Regions from separate parts of the Mus musculus genome. Here all the other regions are linked to region 1. Evidence: chromatin contacts called from public HiCAR-type, HiChIP or PLAC-seq, Micro-C and promoter capture Hi-C data. All regions are on one chromosome and are shown on one strand. Each heading gives the region's core, a stretch centred on a gene start, on an enhancer-like site or on the middle of the called end of the contact. The rest is flanking DNA. Distances are from core to core; before and after follow the strand shown.

Region 1 (3,238 bases), core at 536-3,035:
ATCCTCGGTCCTGAGAACACATCTGTAGACCGGTCCCCAGAAATTCCAGACACCCCGCAAACCCCTGGACGTCTGCTACGAGCCCTAGAGATAAGGAAATTGATCTATCCTCTCGCCAGATTAATTATCACTGCTTTCTGTGATTAAACCCAAAACTTACTGCTTCCTAGTCCACAGATAAGACCGATCAGGAGAAAATAGGAAAGGATTCGGGAGCCATCGTTAAAGATTTCTTGAAGAAAAAAAAAAAATGAAGGGGAGACTTTTAGACAAATCTCTACCCTCCTGCAGTGCCAGGCTTTCATTAACAAACCCACTCCCAGCCCTCAGGGACGACCCTCCGTCATGCAGAAACGGCACCGTTAAATAATTAGAAGATGCAATTTCTTCATAGCAGTGCGATAGCCCGTGAAATTCCTGCTGCATTATTAACAAAAAGCAACAGGGCTTCTTCGAACATCTAGCGAACCTTTCACCCGCTGAAGGCAGGAGTGCGGAGCCCGGGTGAAATCCGGGCCTTGGCAAGAGAGAGAATAGGAAGCCTCCTGGGTCCCACTTTCTCCGGGGACCAGGAGCGAAAAGACCCTGCCAAGGCTAGGCTGGGTTGCGAGGGGAATTGGATGCTCCCGCAGCCTCCAGCTTCCCGCTGCTCCTTGCTCTCAGCACATCCCGGCTGGGAGGCCAAGCACAGGGAGGGAGGCCGATTGTGAGGAAACAGTGGAGGCTTGGAGCGCTCCGAGAGGAGGCGCAGGCTTTCCGGGAAGGTTTGATTCTCAAAGTTAACATTGACCCTAGAAAGCTTCCTCCAGTCCAAGCCCGAGTCTAGTCTGAGTCTGAGCCGCTCACAGAGCATTCCCTGCATCACTGGGAGGTTAGGATAGGTGACTGAAGTCCCCGAAAAGGCGGGGGCTGGAGGGGCTAGCTCACACCGCAACCCCCAGCCTCTGAGCCGCAGTCCACAGCCCCCGACCCACACTATCAAAGTGCGGCCAATCCAATCGCCGCTCCCTCCCGGCCGCCGGCTATCTTCTGGGCTTCGACCGCACTCTCTACACAGGCACCGGGTCTAGGGGAGCTCTTTAGGAAGGCGCGGGAGGATCCCCTCTAGGAACCCCGCAGAGAGCGATCTTGTCTGGGGAACAGGCGCAGCGCGGGCGGGCACCGCACAGGGGTCGACTTTCCCTAGAGACATCACGGGAGCAGTCTGCGTGTCCAGAGCTCCGCTCTGCAGTTCCTTGCCCCAACCCAAAGCAATCCCCCTGTGCTGAAGCCTTGGTGCAACAGCCCCTCACCCCGGGGGGGGGGCAACAATCAAAGAACCGGGGAGCGCACATCTGGCGCCTCAAACCCCTGCTCTGCCTGCGTCCACAGCAGGCTGCCTCCCTTTTCTCTGATTTTTAACCTCACCCCCCCCCCAAAAAAAAGCCCTTCTGCTTTGCTTTACTGATCTCCATCAGCCAGCAACCTCCCCCTTCCGCAACAGTCTCTTTCAGAAGCAATTCTTTCCCCTTTCTGCCTACTCCGAGAAGCCCCATCTAGATAGGGTCTAGAGCCGAGCAGAGCGCCTCACCTGGGGCCGTTGCGGGTGGACACGACCTCCTGGCCGGCTGTCCCTGGCACGGGGCGAGCGCAGCGGTGTCAGCCCGGGCCCCGGTCCGAGTCCCATTCACAAGTCGGCGGCGGCTGCGAGCGGCCCCCGCGGCATCTGCTCCTCGGCCCGCGACGCTCCCCTCAGCTGGCGGCGGCCGCGGAATGAGCCGCGGAGCGCGCTAGTGGCAGGAATGAGAAACCGGGGGGAGGTGGCGGGCAGGCGGGCGGGTGAGGGGGGAGGAGGAGGGAGGCCGACGCTGGGAGGGAAAGGGGGGCGGAGAGGAACCGAGGCTGCTAGACGCCGAGAATTGGGCCTGGAGGAGGCGATGGATGCCTACCCTGTCGGCGCTCCTCCCCCCCTGGGGCCCCGAGAGATGCCAAACCCAGGAATAGGTGGCCTGGCCGCCCCTCCTGCCCTGGGTCGCAGCGCTCCGTCTCCTGTGGGGGCTCAGACACAGTCTGGAGCGACTGAAGTTGGGCTCCGGGGATACACAGCCAATCAGGAAGGACGACGGAGGGAAGCTGGAGAGGGCTTGAGAGCCCCCATTTTCCTCTTTTCCTGAAATCCGCTCCAGCTGGACAAGCTAGGGCCTCAACCGGCCCGCCGGAGGATGGATTGGATGGAAGGCATTGCCCAAGTAGGGGAGGCAATCCGGAATTAGGGAGCGCATTCTAGGCTTTATCAGTTAGCACTCTGAAAATATCTCCACGTTGACCACTCCTGCCCAGTGCCCTCTCCCACGAACCTTCAGCATCCCGGTATCTATCCTTTGAGAAATCCGCTTGCGGGGAAATCGGTGAAGACACTAGACAGGGGCATTCGGACTTGAGAAGAATAGAGTTTTTCCTCAATGTTGTTCTACCCTACATGCAAAGCCTTCTTTAGGGTCAGCCCCACCAGGACAGAGTCTCTAGCTTCTGTTCCAGCCAATTACAAGCAACACCCCCATCCGGCAGTTTCACTTGTTGCCTCCCAGAATGGACACCACAGAGCCCCTCAAGGCCCCAAAGAGAATGCCATTCGACCAGAGGATGGGCCTACGTGAAGAATACCCGCACCCTGACTCAGCCCCCTGTTTATATCTTTCTCACGAGAACCCAGCAAAGGATACCCCAACCTGATTCCTGTCCACTTTACAGTGTCTGGGCAGAAGAACTGGATCTTCAAAAAAAAAAAAAAAAAGCGCCAGGGACTGGGCGGGGCGGGGCGCTCTTCCTACCTAGAGCAGCGTGGGGACCCGCACCGTGACTGGGAACTAAGGATCCATGCTTCAGTGGGGACCTTGGATTAGGACAAGTTTCCAGTCTGGAAGATGTTAGAAAGAGCAGAAGTAGAGTTTCCAATGGGCGAAGGATAAAAAGGGATTTTTTGAGGAAAGTCGCGGTGGCTTGGGAGTGGCGACCTCAGGAAAAGAACAATAAAATGACAAGGGACAAAAGCTGGACTATGCAGCAGAAGCAGGAAGACCTAAAGGGGGAGTTTAACAGGAATCAGAAGTTAAAAAAAGAAAAGAGGCCACCAATGGAAGAGAGCGCCAGGACCCAAAGCGCATGGGAAGGGCACTTGAGAACCCAGGGAGAACAAATGGTGGCTGAATCCCACCACCAAAGCACTTAGCCACCAGTCCTGGGGACCCGGAACTCTCAC
Region 2 (3,238 bases), core at 433-2,932, 1.6 Mb after region 1:
AAAGAAAAAATTAGTTATCTTGACAGCAAAGCTCAAACTTGCCCCAATCAGCAAGAAGGACTAATAATAATGTTGCCCCTTTCCAACCCCTGACTTTATTCTGGGATCTCTTTCCTTTCCTTTCTCCTTTCCTCTCTATCCATTTTTCTCTCTTATCTAGTGTTAGAGGGTTGAAAGTGTGGAAGGAAAGGTATGGAGAAGGGTGGAAGAAAGAAGAACCCACTAAGTAGCCAAAAACAGCTACAGTCACCTCTGGTCTCTATCAGCACCCAGACACAAGAAAATGCACACACACACACACACACACACACACACACACACACACACACACACACTGTTAGAAAGGACAGATGTACAAAGTCCCCGTGGCAAGAGGAAGCATCAATTTTCCTGAGGGTGCAGTGGGAGGGATCATGACTAGTGATCTTAGCGCATCCGGGTGACAAGGAAGAAAGCATTAGTCTCTTAAAGAGCCTCACGATAGTTAATGGGGCAGGAGTGCAGACTTAGTGGTATTAAGAGAGCATCCATGATGGGCTAGCCGTGGGGGAGAACAAGGATAATTCCAGATCTCTGGTTAGTCCAGCACAGAACGAACCCAAGCCTTGGGCAGCTAACGAAAGAGGCCAGGAAGGAGGATGGGCTGGCTGAGGCCTGACAGGAGCGTGGCCTGTAAAATAGAGGAAGATGGGCAAGCCAAGAACTAGCGGGAGGGTGGCCTGGGAAGTAGTAGGAAAACTCTGAGAGGAGCCAAGAAGGGGAAAGCACTCTGAAAGAACTGATCTCGCCTGGTTAGAGCCAAGCCTGGAGAGGACTTAGCGGAGATGGGGGTGGGGTATGGGGGCAGTGTCCCTGTCCTGGAGTTGTCTAGGCAGTAAGTTACTTCGAGCTTAAAGAGCAGAACCGCTGAGCAAGGACAGGTGGTCGCTTTAGGGGGCGCTCAGGGCAGATAAGTGGGTCTGTGTCAGTCAGGACGGGGGGGGGGGGGGGGGGGGTAAGGAGTCAAACGACAAAAGAAGACTCCAGGCCAGCCACACAGAGCAAACAGAGAGCTGGAGTGCGAGGGGACTGGGAGGATCTGGGTACAGAATCTGTGTCACCCCGGGACGTAGCAGAAATAGTGAGTGCGGGAGGTGGGGAGGTAGGTGCTAGAAGGCTGCATGGGAAGGGGTGCGAGAATGGGGCAGAAGATAGGTGGGGCAGGTAAAGGAGGTGGGGGGGGGCAGTAGAGGGGGTGAAGAATGAGAAGTGACCGGAGGATAGAGGGCCAAGGATAGTCGGAGGGGCAGTGTAGTGCAAAGATTCATGGGTGGGGAAGTGAGAAGAGCAGGGTCGGAGGGACTGTGGGGTGCGCCGGGGTTGGTGGGCGGGACAGGATCGAGGGGGAACTGAGAATGAAAGGACAAGGTGCAGGGAAGGATCCTAAGGCTAGTGAAGAGGCAGAGGAAGTAAGTGGAAATAGAGAAGACAGAGAGAGACAGACTGGACTACATCTGAGGGGCAATGAGGAGTGGTTGGAAGGATGGAGCAGGATATGGGCAGGACGTAGGCAGAGGGGGAGTGGGGGAGGAGGAGATGGGAGGATCCACAGGACGGATGGGTAAGGCAGCGTCCACGGAACACGGGGGCTGCGTAGAGAATGGTCGGAGGGAGGATGGGCGGGGCAGGGTTCGAGGGGCAGTTGTGGGTGGGGATGGGGGAGGTGGGCGGGACAGCGGAGGATGAGTCCCCGGCCTAGTCTAACTCCACTTTTTCTTCTTCCGCACAGCGGGTTTCCGCTTCCCTCCAGGGCGGTGGGTGAGGCAGTGAGGCCCAGGCTCGACCAGATAGCGCCGCTATGTGGCCCCCGGACGCAGAGCCAGAGCCCGATCCAGAGTCCGCGCATGGCCCCCGAAGTGGCAGGACAGTGCCGGGACTCCGAGCCCTGTTGCCCGCGCGCGCCTTCCTCTGCTCTCTCAAAGGCCGCCTCCTGCTGGCCGAGTCGGTGAGTGCGTGTGCTCCCCGGGTGCGTGAAGCCCGGTACCCGCGCCCCAGCCTGGGGCCTTGCACCTCCAGCCCAGGAGAATTTGGACCACCGCCCCCAAGCTTGCTACGACTTCTCTGTAGCGGAGCTCGAGTCAGAATCAGGCCCGAGCCGTGTTCTTCCCGGATTCTCCAGTCTGCGAGGCCCTCGAAAGGGACCAGAAGTCAAGGGTTTGGGGTCCTGGTCCCCGCTGGAGCCGCAGCTCGGCTGCTGTGTGACCTCGAGCGCCTCCGCCCTCTCTGAGTCCCCGGGACTGCTGCGCTCGCTAAGCTTCTTCTGGCCTCGCCCGCCCTGCACACCCTCCCACCTCCTAGGCTGAGACCTAGCCGCCTGTGTGGTGAAGATCCTACGGAGTGGGATGTGCCCCCGGGGAGTGGGTGAGGCAGGGGCCACGTAGTGAAGACACAGGCGGACCACTGTTTCAGGGTGGCGAGCCTGCGGGGTGACTTCATGCCCTCCTTCCCCCCTCCCGCGCTGTACTCCTTCCTCCTCCCTGCTTGTCCCCACCCGGATAGGAAGGTCTCCTTTGTCCTCCCAACACTCATCATCACGTGTGGGGCGGGAACTGGCATGGAGCCTATGGAGATGGGGAGAGGGGTGGGAGGAGGGACGGTGGAAGGAGGAAACAGACCATAGTGACAGCCACTTGTTGCTCAGATACCTAGCAACTTAATATCCGACCTGCTCCCACTTCGAGTTGGGGATAGGAGAGACAGTGTCTTTAACTGCTAGGAAACTTGGCAGGTGACTCATCCAGTGACCTTGAGGATATCCTTGAGGGCAAAAGGGGGGTTCTGCCCCAGGACCTCTCCGTTGTACCCCAGGACCTACTAAGGAGCATCAACCCTGAGGTCTCCGGTAGAACCTAATACTTTGTTCCTAAATGAGGTGCCAAGCGGACCTAGAGCCCATTTTCTGGCCGTTTCAGATCTCTGGAAGCCTCTGGGAGGCGTGGGGCGGGTCTTTGAATCTACTGGCCACTGGCTTCAGTCCTACCTGCCCAGTACCCCTTCATGGAAAAGGAGTGAGTGCCAACCAGAAGTCACAAGATGTCCTTGCCCTAGCTGGGTGCCAGAAAGACAGGCCTAAGAAAATATGAAGGGTAGTAAGCTCATAGGGTATAGGGGAGCCTCCCCCAGTCATTCCTCCCCCTTGGTCTCATGCAAGTAGGGAGTCTGACCTGGATAGAAAGCTGGAGGAAGAAGCAGCCACCAA
Region 3 (3,238 bases), core at 493-2,992, 1.5 Mb after region 1:
TCCTGCTTCCCAGGGACACGCCTTCCTCCTGACTACCTCCACTGCCCCACCAAGGGGTACAGGAGGGCACACCTTCCACCCTCCAGAGGCACTAAGGTGCTCCAGCTGCCTTCTCCCCAGCCATCTGAGCTCAAGGCTTTCAGCTCCCTTACAGAAACGGGCCCTGACCACTTGGGAGTGACACACAACTGAAATCCCAGTGTTCAGGAGGGGTCGAAGCCGAAGGATCACAAGTTTGAGGCCAGCCTGGGGTGAGATGATCTCAAAGGAAGAAACTGAACCCTTGGGCTGGTGGTAACCAAAATACTGCTGCAACATTTAAACCTGTCTAACTTGCACTTCCTTTGACCTCACAGCCCCAACCCCCAGAGCCTGCCTGTCAAGCACCTCCTGACTGAGGCCACCCTGAGGTCCCTCGTGGATTCTCTGGTCTCCACTAGACAGCAGAAGGAAGTGAGAAGAACACTTCCCCCCACATCTGGGCGGGGCAATCGGCAGTGAAGCAAATAGATGCAATTTAAGCCGTTTAGATGGCTCGGTCAGCATCTTTGGCAGTTCACAAACACCTGAACATGAGTGCTTACTACCTGAATGCAGCTCGAGGCCCCACTCCCGCCCGTACACACAAGAAATGGCTAACGGTGATGGAATCTAAGGAGAGGAACCGGGCCACAAGAAGGAAGAGAGATTTGTGACCCTGGATATCGTCTTGGGTTTGGTTTTTCACTGTGCGCACCATTGTTTTTGTTCTCCGCCTCAAAAAAAAAAAAAAAAAAAAAAACAAAACCAAACCGAAATTACGCTGGAGAAAGCATGCAAAGAGAAACTTACCACTGCTTTTTTCTCCTTATCATTTTCTCTATCTTTATCTAAAAAAGGAAAGGAAATCGATGTTTCAATTATTCACTCTGCTCTGTGCTGACCTGATAAATGACCACACAGTCATTGCGTATGCGTGTTCCCTGGCTTACAAAAAATGTTTGCCATTCTTGGGACTCTCTACAGTTGGGTCCGTATGTGTCGCTGTACTGGGCCCAGGCCCATGTGTGCTTGCTTAGTTTCCTTTGCTCGGTACATTCTACTTTCCGTTTCACCTGGATTGTGTGCTTAGGATCTTCACAGCGCACCCAGGGATAACCTACACTCTGAGAGATTCCAAGGGTTGGGACCCAGGCTGTCTAGGCCAAGACTGGCAACACTGCCAACCCACCTGGCAGCAGCAGCCCGAGGCCAATGAAAGCTATGTCACCTGGCTTCCATTTCCGAAGAGAAAGATCCGCACTGCCAGCAAGAGGAGAAAGTCGCAAGCCTGAACCCGCCCCCTAGGTCCGCAGACACCTGCATCCACTAAGAGCTGATTAAATACAGCTCGTGCCCCAACTAGCCACCTCCCAAGCCTAAAGAATCTGACAATAAAAAATAAAAATTAAAAAAATGGGCCGAGAAGCCGCGTTTGAGCCCCACTAAGTGCCGATCCTGACAGTTCATTAGGGTCCCACAGTCCCCAGACCCTTCCTGGGGACTAGCAGGTGAGGGGGCGGGGTTCAGTGTGGCCCCTACGAGGTGGCACAAAAGCACTAGTTACCCGGAGGCCAGGCGCGGCGAGGTGCCCACAGCGGCCCGGCGCCCGAATCGAGGCTCCCGGGGCTCCCGGAGCTCCCCGGGCCCACGCTACGCAGGGACCGGGCAGCCCAACTACGCAGCGACCGCAGCAGCATAGTCCCTGGCTGATGTGCAAGTCCTACTTCCTTCCGGTGCGTCCTGGAGCCCCGCCCCACCCCTTGTCCGGCCCCGCCCCTTAAGGGATCCGCTAGTATTTCTCCCTCTAGGCTACACCGAAGAGATTCAAAGTGAGGATTTCCCCACTTACAGACCGCAGAATGGCCCTGACCCAAGTAGATTTAGAGAATGGATGGCATAATAATGCCGGGGACTGCTTAGTATATCCGATTACTTCCTTGGTTGCCGGCTCCATCCACACCTCGCACCGCCTACTCAGGATGTCCTGTATTTTCCTTCGAAAATACTCTGCAAGTAGACCTTGTCAAACTTGGGAACATTTTCCAAGCTTGTCCTTGGGCTTCAAAGGGCCCTCCTAGGTTTAATCCCCACCATCACAAAAAACAGTGTGAGGGACACAGGTGAGAGGGCCGTGAAAGCCATTGTTCCCAAATGTTACAGTCTTTGACATTTTCAACGTTTGGATTTTAATGTTCCTCGGGAAAGCATAACGAATATCTCCCCTGAATGAACAAAAAAGGGATAAGAAAAAAAGCATGTAAGGCCAACTTGTAAGCAAAAATAAGCTTGGGTACTATAATTCACCCATTCAAGACCAATAAGCCCAGATGTTGCCGCCTTGACTGTATATGGGCAGTTACAATGCGTGTAAAGAAGATTTCCACTTCTTCCAGGTGGCAAGATGCTGGCAGTCGTCTTGGGCAAAATGAAGAAAGACATTTTCTGGGTTTTGTTTTACTCTTTTAGATCTGTAACAAAAAAGCCATCACCCTAACAGGGCTTCCTGTTTATTTGCTAGGCACCTAGTAAAGGCAAATAAAATCTTCAAATTCAAAGTCGACAGTTGTGTGTGTGTGTGTGTGTGTGTGTGTGTGTGTGTGTGTGAGCGTCTTGGGGTGAGATTGTTGGTAACTGTTGATCAGATTCAGCCAAATGAACAGATCTTAGATGGGCAGGATCCAAAGAGATCTAAATGGACTGGGGTTGTGGGCTAGTTAATTCTTACCAAGGCAACACAAACTAGAAACACCTCGGGAAAGGGAGCCTCAATTGAGAAACTGGCTGCGGCAGATTGGCCTGTGCGCATGTCTGTGGAGCATATTCCTGTTGCTAATTGATGAAGGAGGGGTTTTGTTGTTGTTGTTGTTTTGTTTTGTTTTTGTTTTTTGCCTCCTTGCTATGGGCAATGCTGTCCCTGGGCAGGTGAGCTGCGGGTCTTTATGAATGAGCAAACCAGAGAACTACTGAAGCTGATAAACACTCTTAGTTCTTCTGCTTCTGCTTCTTCTGCCTCCGGTTCCAGCCTTGAGTTCCTACTTTGTCTTCCCTCCTGTAAGCCAAATAACCCTTTCTTCCCCCAAATTGCTTTTGGTCAGTGTTTGTTTTATCACAGAGAAGCAAACTAGGACGGGTGGTTATTCAGTTCTCCAAAAGAAATCATGAGACTTAATTCACATAATGGAAGTGACATATTCTTCCTGTGTCTATCATCATGAAA
Region 4 (3,238 bases), core at 322-2,821, 1.4 Mb after region 1:
CATGCCCACAGTGACACACCTATTCCAACAAGGCCACTCCCTGGGCCAAGCATATACAAACCATCACACCCCCACTTTTTGTTCGGAGGCACAGGTTTCTCAGACCAGAGATACTCAGATAAAAGGGCATAGAGCAATGAACTCTTTAGGGCTGTGTCTTCCCACTCAAAGTGAGCCATGACCCCACACCCCTAAAACACATAGACACTCAGGCCTGCCAAAGAGTGACCACTCAACAGCTGGAAGATTTGTCTGGATCAACTGATGTCTGTTCATTGAGTCATGGCCAGTCTTGGTGCAGTGGGCAGAGCTGTGGCCTCTAGTCCTAGCTCCCTGGTTTGGACCTATCCTGGTCTTTTGTTTGTCCACAAAATAAATGAAATGTCTGGGTTTGGACAACGGGCCCACCCAAGCCTTTTCTGACCTCGCTGCTCAAACGGCTCAAGCTTCCCCCCCCCCAACCCCCAAAACAGACCCAGTGAGCTGAGATCAACCCCTCTATGTGTTCAGAAGGGAAGCCAGTCAAGGATGCTGAGTCCCAAATGAACGGTTGCCCACAGAGGCTGGGAGGGGCTCTAACCCTGACTCTCCACACCTAGCAAAGCTGAGGTACAAAGCCTTCTGCTTTCTCCTGGAGGCTGTTTTGTCCCCACCTCCCAGTTGGCGCCTGCAGCTGGCTCAAGTCTCTTCCACAAGGTCCCCAGGGCTCCTCTGCTTCCCCAAGGTTTTTATCATCAACATGTTCAACTCTTTGTCATCATGTTTTATTTTCAAGAACTGCCTTCCAGCCAGTGGCAGGCGTCAGAGTTTCAGGTGTCCTTCCTTCTTCAAACCTCAGCTCCCTCATCAATAAAGTAAGGGCTTGGAGAGGGTTGGCAACAACTCAATTTATGGATTCCCTGGTCAGATTTACCAACTGTCACCCTGGACAGACCCCTGCAGTCTCACTAAGATGTATCAGCCCTGAGGGACTCTCCCTGATGAGTAAATGTTCCAAGTGATTCTACCAGTAACTGTAGAGCACACCAGCATATTTAAATGTGCGATAAGCAGAGACCTTGTAATAATAACAGGCCTAGGAATGGGCTGCGGCATGCCAGAGGCCGCAAAGTGGGGTGCATACAGGGAAGGAGCTGGAGCCCAGGTCCCTCCCCTGAGCCAGGCATCTTCCAAGGTAGGCTTGCATCTGCCAAGACTGAGCACCAGGACAGAGGGCATCAGGTGGGCAAGGGAAGAAGAAAATAAGCCTGCTGATAGCTCAAATTGAAGGCCTTGGTCAAGCCTACGTGAAGAGAATTCGAACAGCTGGGAACCAGTGGCCTTGACGGGCTCCTCTGCCCAAACCAAAGGCCAGCAGCAGCCTGTGTCCCTTCTGCTGCCTCTACCCTGCCTTCTGCCCTTAGCTCTTGCCTCTGTCCAACCTTTCTGGCTGTCCATCTCTGACATATGGTTGGTTCACCCTTCTCTGCACGTGTCTGTCTGTCCACCCTTCACAAGTCCTCCTGGTGTGCCGGCCTCCCTACATCCCTCGGCCTCCCCGCCGCCCTGCCCCGCCCGCCCGCCTGCCCGCTGCCCGACGCTGTGTGGGTGTCGGGCTGGCTGTGCGCAGAGGGGCGCGGCTCGCCGCTCCCACCTCCTCCGCGTCCCCATCTCAGCAATGACCCGGGCCGTGGCGCCACCGAGCTGAGACCGGGGAGCCGCGCCGCCGCCGAGGAGGGCCCAAGAGGGTGACGGTGGAACGAGCGGCGGCGCGGGGACCGCGACGGAGGGACGGGCGGGGCTGCTGTTCCTGCTGCAGGGCAGGGCAGGGCAGGGCAGGGCCCCGGAGACCGCCGGCGGCTGTTTGCCCGCGGATCGAGGGCGCGGGTCCGTTCTGCCCGGCCCCGCCGGTGCGCCCCGCCCCTGCACGCACAGCAGGCCCAGGCGAAGCGGCTGGGACGCCCCAGCCCAGCCGGAGCGCCACGGCATCCGAGCGGGAGCCGGAGCCCGAGCGGGACCGGAGCTGGAGCCGAAGCTGGAGCCGGCACTGCGGCGCACGGAGCGGAGCGCCGCAGCCAAGCCGAGTAAGGGGCGCGGGGCGCGGGGAGGGCCGCAGACGGGGGTACCGCTGCTTATGCACGCAGCTGGGGACGCGCTGGGCGGCGGGGGACGTGGTCCCGAGCGGAACCTCAGCGCGCGAGGAACTGAGCGGTTTGCCCGAGACTCCTGCGGTTCCTGATCCCGCATCCTCCCCACACCCGAGAGGGTCACCGGGACCCGCGAATCCCCGGGGAAACGCGAGGAATCCGAGGTCTGCCTGAGTCTCAGACGAGTATCCTCCCGGGATGCAAGCCCATGACAGGGTCCCCAGCCCTGTGCCCTCGGTTTGGAGGGTCGCTGACCAGTCCACTCAAGAAAAGATACTAGGGCACACTCTTGTCTGGGGTGAGAGGAGAGGGACTGGGGTTTTACAGAGTTTGAGCCTGAACCCTCTCCCACCACCTTAAGCCAGGAAGTTTGACAATTCAACGGCCCAGTCACTTGGACCATGCCTCATTTTGTCTTACCTAGGATAGAAAGAGCATCCTTGCCGCTCCCCCCACCTACCCTCTCCCTTCATAAGGAAGACTTTCCTGTGCAGTCCCTTGCAAAGGACCCGAAGCTGAATCCGAGGTGGCAGTTCCTCTGACTACGCAGCACTAAGTGGTACCTGCCACTCTCCCCTTCCCAAGCTCGGCAATGCCCACCCTTGCCCCCCCCCCCGCTTCCTCCTTTCCTGGTTGTCCTTCGGGCTCTGTAGTCTAGGGACAGGTGCGTAGTATCGACCCTGGGCTACGTTTCTCAGCCACCCCTGTGCCAGCATGGGCAGCCAAACCCAGCCTGGGAAGGGACGAGCACAAGTGACATACTAGAGAATCGGGGAACTCTAAGAGTCCAAGTGCACCTGAGGGCCAACAGACGGCCCTCTAGACTCTCCTCAGTGATAAGGACTGCTTACTAGATGACTTCACCACTGAGTGACTCAGTTTCCCTCTTTGAAACGTATGCATGATTCTGTTTAGTAGACTGTGCAGGGTCTTTGGAGCCATGAGACACTCTTTTAGCTGATTTCCCAGCTGTGTGACCTTAGGCAAGACACTTGACTTCTCTGAGCCTCAGTTTCCTTCACCTAAAAATGTATGGAAGATCGTTAGACGAGTCTTCTGCGGAACCTGACACACGTCTATCCATTGACTGCATTTGGCCACAGGTGTTTCCT
Region 5 (3,238 bases), core at 253-2,752, 1.3 Mb before region 1:
AAATTCATTAGAATAGTATAATAGATAAATCTATCAACAGTGGAACAATGTACTTAACACCCGCTCAAGTGACCACAGCCAATCCCTTTTCATAGTTATATGATCAGCAGGACAATGAGAAATTATGAATATATGGATGAACATTATCAGTATTTAGCAGATTGCTGAGAAAGTGCTGTAAATTGCATGTCTGTTCATATTTAATAATTGTAGTGTTGCAGACTGTCTAGTATTTAATAATAGTAATTTGTGTACAGTTCATTATAGCTTCCTTCAAAACAAATAATGGTCTATGTGTACACAGTTAATTAATGGTTAAGGTCAATGATTTGAGAATAATGTATTATATCCTAATGTTAAATTGCATTACAAATTCTATTTGCCTTATTCCTTTGCTGATACTTCAGTAAGTTAGCTATAATGTGATGTAGTCTGAAAAAAAAATCAATGAAGCTTTTTATGGGCCTATCTCACAACATTCTAAAGATATTTATTAATGTTATTACAGTTAAGATACAGGGACCTAAAGCAGATAATGTTGTGAATGAATAGCTACTGCACTGCATGGTGAGCTCTGTTTAAATCAGGATCAGGGAAGGTAAAGCCCAAAGGAGAACATCAGCCTGATAATGTTTAATAAAAGAAGAAGGAAGGGCATTGAAGAAGATTTAATTTTAATATTTGTTGATCAGCATATTTTCTTTTGCAAATTTAGCACATGGGTACAGTATTTACTTCATACTCCCCTGCCTTTTCCTTTTTATAATTCCTCCAGTGATCCCACCCCACCCCACACTCTTTCTCTAGTTCATGTTCTTTTATTCTCTTGTTGAGCTACATGCAACAATAGAATTTTAAATCAAAGAGAAAGGACTTCATGATTTGTTGTGTAGTATAATTTTGACAAGATTTTCCACACACAAAAAAAATTCAGTTGGGGATATAGTTCTATGGGTAAAGCCCTTACTGTACAAACCTGAGGACCAGGCCTTGAACACTATAAATCACGATAAAGGTGAGGCATGGTAGCAGGTGCTTGTATTCTCAGTGCTTTGGAGATGGAGACTAGAGGAATGCTGAGGCACACTAAGCAGGCCAGCACACCCAGGCCTCAAGGGCAGCACTAGGTTTCAGTGAGAAACCTGAACACCAAGGTAGATAAATCTGAGAAATGATACCCAACGTTAACCTCTGACCTATCCAAGCACAGGCACAGAAGTGCATTCCCATCAATGTCATCACATATAAGGAAAAGTTCTTGTGTGTATTCTGCTTCGTGGAAGCTACACCAGCACTTGCAGGGCATACTTACACAATGGTTGTCATTCAACACCCATTACCAAGGAAGTAGTAAGAAAGCACTAGACACATAGTGTTCAGTAATTAAGACAGAGGCAGTGTCCTCATTGTGATCACAGCTTGGAGCACATCAGAACCCATTTAAGATATTCTGTCCATTTTCAAAGAAGAAACCATATCTCATGTAAGCTCTCTTAGTCACTCTTTCACTCCCAGATAAGAAATTCCTCCATGACAGGAGTTGTACATGTTCTCTCCAGTGCCTCTGGTGTTAGGAATTGTCAGTGCAGCTGAATGAATATTTCCATCACTATAAGCGTTGGTTGCATTACCATATTAAGTAAAAATGAAAACAGCATATTTTCAGATATGTTGTTTTAAAATCATCCTTTTACCCTACCCGTTCTTTCTCCCATTCTTCTTTTTCCCTTTCATTCCCTGATAGGCTAACCAGACATTCAACATCACAGACTCCCAACACAAAATTCAAAGCATTGTGTGTCAGTGGACTCCTAAGTTATGAACAGAAATTATAGGAAGATCATCTATATCTATATCTCTCTATCTCTATCTCTACCTATATAATTTATTTTCAGTTGACAACTTCTCAAAGCCTCAGCATTCTTTTTATAAATTTAAATTTTAAAAAAGCCTTTTAAAATTCTCTGACATAAACAAACATAATTTGAGTGATTAATGTGATAAGAAAACCATTCATTTCATGTCACTCTCTGATCCCAGTTCCTGAACTCTGTTCTTCCTCCTGACAAATGCTAAGTGGGATCAGCAAGACAAGTTCTCCTTACTACATCCTAATATAATTTGTGTATATACTTCACTGATCTAGGCAAACATAATTGCAATGTCACTTTAAATAAAAGATAAAATGTCATATTTCTATAGTGGTTTCCGGATAGCTGAATTCTTATAGACATAATTCCCAGAAATGTATATTTAGTCCATGCACAGCTAGTACATTATTTCAGTAATACGCGTGTGAGCAATTTGTATAGCTTAGTATTACCTACTGTTCTCAAATTAATTGATTAAAATAACAGCAGATACCAGGAAGCCCCTGCATGCCATCCAAGTTTCTTTTTCCTTCTTACAAAAGATATTGAATTTTTTAAACAGTTGTTGTAAAGCAAAGCAGAACATAAACCTTAACAGCAGATTTTTTTCAACCATGAAGTTATTTATAAATTATTGTTATTCATAGCCTATCCCTGAGCATTTTAAATAGCTATAATTCAAGTTGTTTTATCTTTGCAATCAATACTTCTGTTGCTAGGAACTCCTGCCTTTACACCAATTACACAATTACACACACACACACACACACACACACACACATATATATATATATGTATACATACATACATATATATATATAAACAAACATACATATATATGTATATGTATATGTATATGTATATGTATGTATGTATATATATATATATATATATATATATATATATATATATATATAAAGTTGAAAAAATATAATTAAATAGGAAGGCCTCTTTCTGAGTATATGTCATATTATACTACTTGCTAAAAGCTTCGGGAAATTATAAAATGTGATGTACCATCTATACCAACCCTAATGGTTCTATACATTGTACCCATTCATTAAGGCATTTACCACCAACTTACTGAGAAACAGATTTTAAGTAAGATCTTCGGCATAGATTAATGGACTGGTGGATGATGGAAGGATGGATGAATCCCAATACTCATGTCACTGGAGTTCAGTGTTGTCTGTTCATAATGATTTCAGTAATTACTACAACAAATAAAATGTAATGATCACAAAATAAATTTAAAAGGCACAATATTTTCCTTGAAGCAGCCATAGATGGTTGAGGTGTGCCCCTTGTCTTTCTTCATATTTCATACCAATGGTCCTCCATCCTTCTAGTGCTGCAACCCTTTAATA
Region 6 (3,238 bases), core at 195-2,694, 1.0 Mb after region 1:
GTTTCTAGGCTGGTTAAATGAGAAGCCCCATTCCATGAGCTGGGATCTCCTAAAAAGCAGGGGTGGGAGGGGGCTGGGGCAAAGGCGACTAAGCAACAGCATTCAGTACTCTCTGCTCCCTGACTGGGGATACAATGCAGGGAGCTGCCACAAGCTCCTGCCATCTTGACTTTCTCACCTAGGACTGCAGACCCAACTAAGTTGCTCCTCCTTTAAGTTGGTTTCGTCAAGTATTCTGTCACAGAAGGAGATAAAGCCACTAATACACCCAAGCACAAATGTATCGAATAACAGGAAGGCACCCGAAGCAGCCAGGCATGGACTTCCCAAATGACTCTGAGGGAGTCTTAGTACTCCCTCGGAGTACTATGTACTCATAGTCTATAGTACTCATCTATAGAACAGGTGAGCTCCTTCCTAATCAGAAACTAAACTTGATGGGAAGAGCCCAGGCTGGGTGTTGTCGTGTTTTATCTTAAAGCATGCAGGAACTGCCTTAGCTCCTCCAGTCAGGGTAAGAATAGCCGCTCAAGACGAGTCTGAGCTACCCACCCTGCTCCACGTCCTTCAAGGAGAACCAACCCAATCTGTGTCTCAACTCTTTGGTCCCAACTTCAAATAAGTAGGGATGTTTCTGTGGCTTCCTCGCAAATAGCTTGTAGTCTCAGATCAGAACGGAACGGAATGGATGCTCTGAGGCATGCTGGGAGTTCTGCCAGTTTGGAGGAGGGGTAGATAATTAAGGAAATCATGGTGAATTAAGCTTTCTGCAATGAAGCGCAAACATCTTTTCACAAACAGCGGCACCCTGTTAGCTTATGTTTTGCCAGAGAGAGAGGCAGGGTCTATCCACCGGGGTTTTCAGCCTGGTAAAACACATCTGGCTAGGAAGCCAAATATTTAAGGGTCATTAAAATCCCAGACTCCCTTTGCCAAGAACTTTTCTCCTTTGTTATTCAAGTGCAGAGCAGTTATGGAAAATGCATCCCATATGGTTTGTGAGGCATTCCTATTTACTCCACCAAACCGCGGCTTTGAAAGAGCTTTTTGATGTCAAAGATGCGTTCAGATTTTATAGACTTTTCCAGTACAGCTTTTAAGGCATCTCCCTTTGAACCCGAAATATTTGCCAAGAGTAAACAGAACCAAAAACCACAAGGGGTCAAGAGCTTTGTTGCAAACTAAGACCTCAGCTTTATCTAGAGCTTCCAGAGGTTTGAGGCCCCACCCCCAAAAAAAGCTTCACAAAAGATCATGTTTCCTGCATAAGTTACATGAAAATAAATACTCTAATGTATTCCTATTTTATTAATAACGTAACACCCTCACCCACCACCTCCCACCAAGAAGCAAGGATGGAAGATAGTCACACACTTAAACTATTAACAGAACTTTGGAAAGTTGGAAAAAAAATAAAAATGTCTCCAAGTCAAAAAGCAGAGTGTATTTATAAATTCTTTTTCAGTGAGGGTTTCTCCACTGTAATGGGCAAAGCAAACAGGCACAGACCTCGGAAGAGCTTGAAGATCCTGGAGCACACAGACCTTCCAGGGCTCTCAGAACAGAGAGAGTGTTTGAGAATAGTTCCTTTTGATAGATGGGGAAACTGAGGACCAGATCCCTGCATTGGCCAACAGCGGAATCCAGGACTTGGAGCTCCCAACCAGTCTTCTTTCCTCTCTTCCTCTTCCCATTCTCGCCCTTCTCCCACTCAGCTTCTGTGACCTTAGGGGCATCCTCCAACACATGTCTCCTCTGTCCCTTAAGTTCTTTCTCCACTCAGGGAGACAGTGCCTTCTTAGGTCATTCACGAGCATCTACTTAGGATTCCATAGGTGTACATGAGTGTCTGAGCAAATCTTTCACCACTTGCTCTACCACAGCACCACTCGCTGCCTTCCTAACCTAGACCCCATTCTCAGCACCGGTGTCTTCCAACTTACTCGGTCCCACCCACTCTGCTGTCTCCTGGCCCTGAGTTCACATACCTTATTGCTGACCCAGGACCTTTGCTCTGTACCCCTCTGTGACCCCTTTGCTTCTCTGCACAGTGGATCTTACAGTTCTTAGCCCAGGGGCTTCTTTTGTAGCTATTGGATGTAAAGCAGGGTGTCTGCACAGTGACTCCTATGTGCACAGTGACTCCTATGTGCACAGTTATTGGCTGCTGAACACACCCTTCCCACTCAAACTGGACAGAGAGCTTCAGAATATCATGTCATGCAAAGGGACCATGTGTCATTTCCTGCTGCAACCTGAGGGTGCAACATAATGCTAAGCTGGAAGCATAGCTTATTAGGACGCCTATCTCCTGGCCTGGGCTCCTCCTATTGGCCAGAAATAAAAGAAGGAAAAAAGGATGGAAGGAAAACAGGAAAAGGGAGGGTGAGAGAAGGAGGATAGAGGAATGAGGTGGAGAGGGAAGTGGCTCACTGTGTTTAGAACTTAAATAGTCTCTGCTTTTTCTACCTCTTTCAGGAGCATCCTTCCGTTTCCCACTGAGGCTCTGCATTCCTCTGACTTTTTCAGTCATTTGTCAACCAGTTCTCAGGTCCCCCAGGTACTCTGAGATGCCAGGGTCTCCAGAGGAAGTCTGAAATTTTAGTTAGAATCATAAAACCTGAACTTACAAGTAACAAAATGCTTTAGTGGTGGCAACTGAAGCAGCTATTTGCCATGAGAGGGGACCCAGGAAAAGGTGGAGACTGCAAATCTTGGTAGAGATAACCATACTGCTTTGTGCACCTCACGGAACTACGGGGATAAGCATGGCTTCTGAACATGCCTGCACCGTAGCCTCAGTTTTCAAAAGCTCCAGTGGGCGTCTTCCTGTTGCTTGACTTGGCTCCTTCAGATCTCAAGTGTCATCCTTGAAAGGTCACATCTGTACTTTTCATTTGTGTTTTTATGAGCGAAAGGAAGCTCTTGGGATCAGCATAGGGCCCACGGTGGTGACGAGATCAGTCATGCCCTTTCTTCTCCGAAGGCCCTGTTGGAGGAGGAGCAGTCCTAGTAAAGACACTGAAGGAGCACGTGGAGAGCTACAGCAAGCGTTCCTTCCTTTGTTCTACAGACATGTTTGAGAAGCCGAGTGTCCCAGAACCTTTTCTGGAATCCCCATCATGACGAAAACCAGCCTGACTCAGTATGCAAATGACTGCCGAATATTTATTTAGGGCTTAGCTGCTGTCTAGAGAAGGTCTTATTCTAGCATACCCTACGCTTCAAACGAGCTTGC

What was found. Promoter capture Hi-C pulls out the DNA fragments that hold promoters and counts their contacts. Hi-C and Micro-C count contacts between places; a contact is called where the count stands out from the background. HiCAR-type assays count read pairs that join an accessible place to other places. HiChIP or PLAC-seq counts read pairs in DNA pulled down with a chosen protein or histone mark.
Region 2: a contact with region 1 is called in a Micro-C map of embryonic stem cells, with 8 times the contacts expected there. The contact joins the promoter of Cmtm3 here to the promoter of Cdh11 in region 1.
Region 3: a HiCAR-type map of astrocytes shows a contact between it and region 1, with 4 times the contacts expected there. The contact joins the promoter of Tk2 here to the promoter of Cdh11 in region 1. A contact is called at or near these places in 6 of 39 promoter capture datasets (the 3T3-L1 cell line, hippocampal neurons, maxillary cranial neural crest and 2 more) and 2 of 115 datasets of contacts at active chromatin or transcription factors (astrocytes and embryonic forebrain).
Region 4: a contact with region 1 is called in a promoter capture Hi-C map of embryonic stem cells, with 5 times the contacts expected there. The contact joins the promoter of Bean1 here to the promoter of Cdh11 in region 1. A contact is called at or near these places in 3 of 39 promoter capture datasets (embryonic stem cells and hippocampal neurons) and 2 of 484 Hi-C or Micro-C datasets (both in embryonic stem cells).
Region 5: a contact with region 1 is called in an H3K4me3 HiChIP or PLAC-seq map of neural tube, with 4 times the contacts expected there. The contact joins the enhancer-like site here to the promoter of Cdh11 in region 1. A contact is called at or near these places in 2 of 39 promoter capture datasets (hippocampal neurons and liver), 1 of 484 Hi-C or Micro-C datasets (stem cell-derived motor neurons), 3 of 115 datasets of contacts at active chromatin or transcription factors (embryonic midbrain, embryonic stem cells and neural tube) and 1 of 9 other capture datasets (embryonic stem cells).
Region 6: an H3K4me3 HiChIP or PLAC-seq map of embryonic limb bud shows a contact between it and region 1, with 10 times the contacts expected there. The contact joins the enhancer-like site here to the promoter of Cdh11 in region 1. A contact is called at or near these places in 10 of 39 promoter capture datasets (the 3T3-L1 cell line, cranial neural crest, embryonic stem cells and 6 more), 13 of 484 Hi-C or Micro-C datasets (3T3-L1-derived adipocytes, cranial neural crest, embryonic fibroblasts and 3 more), 8 of 115 datasets of contacts at active chromatin or transcription factors (the NIH/3T3 cell line, craniofacial prominence, embryonic forebrain and 5 more) and 1 of 9 other capture datasets (embryonic stem cells).

What each region holds. Positions count from the first base shown.
Region 1 is chr8:102,783,326-102,786,563 of GRCm38.p6, forward strand. Cdh11 (cadherin 11) reads right to left here and starts at 1,786. Exons shown (of 13, transcript NM_009866.5): 1 at 1,571-1,786.
Region 2 is chr8:104,338,912-104,342,149 of GRCm38.p6, forward strand. It overlaps Cmtm3 (CKLF-like MARVEL transmembrane domain containing 3), which reads left to right and starts at 1,683. Exons shown (of 5, transcript NM_024217.3): 1 at 1,683-1,984. The coding sequence starts at 1,838.
Region 3 is chr8:104,246,816-104,250,053 of GRCm38.p6, forward strand. Tk2 (thymidine kinase 2, mitochondrial) reads right to left here and starts at 1,743. Exons shown (of 10, transcript NM_021028.3): 1 at 1,586-1,743; 2 at 832-869. The coding sequence starts at 1,718.
Region 4 is chr8:104,168,942-104,172,179 of GRCm38.p6, forward strand. Bean1 (brain expressed, associated with Nedd4, 1) reads left to right here and starts at 1,572. Exons shown (of 5, transcript NM_001141924.1): 1 at 1,572-2,063.
Region 5 is chr8:101,529,154-101,532,391 of GRCm38.p6, forward strand. No RefSeq gene overlaps it. Among named protein-coding and RNA genes, the nearest start is that of Gm32423, 60 kb to the right of the region's middle. Within about 2 kb of position 1,503, at least 1 of the 459 cell types and tissues checked has an H3K27ac peak or open chromatin away from gene starts, as enhancers often do. A contact at or near this core is called in neural tube, where this site is marked.
Region 6 is chr8:103,813,322-103,816,559 of GRCm38.p6, forward strand. No RefSeq gene overlaps it. Among named protein-coding and RNA genes, the nearest start is that of Gm39235, 92 kb to the left of the region's middle. Within about 2 kb of position 1,445, at least 39 of the 459 cell types and tissues checked have an H3K27ac peak or open chromatin away from gene starts, as enhancers often do. A contact at or near this core is called in craniofacial prominence, embryonic limb bud, nephron progenitors and 3 more, where this site is marked.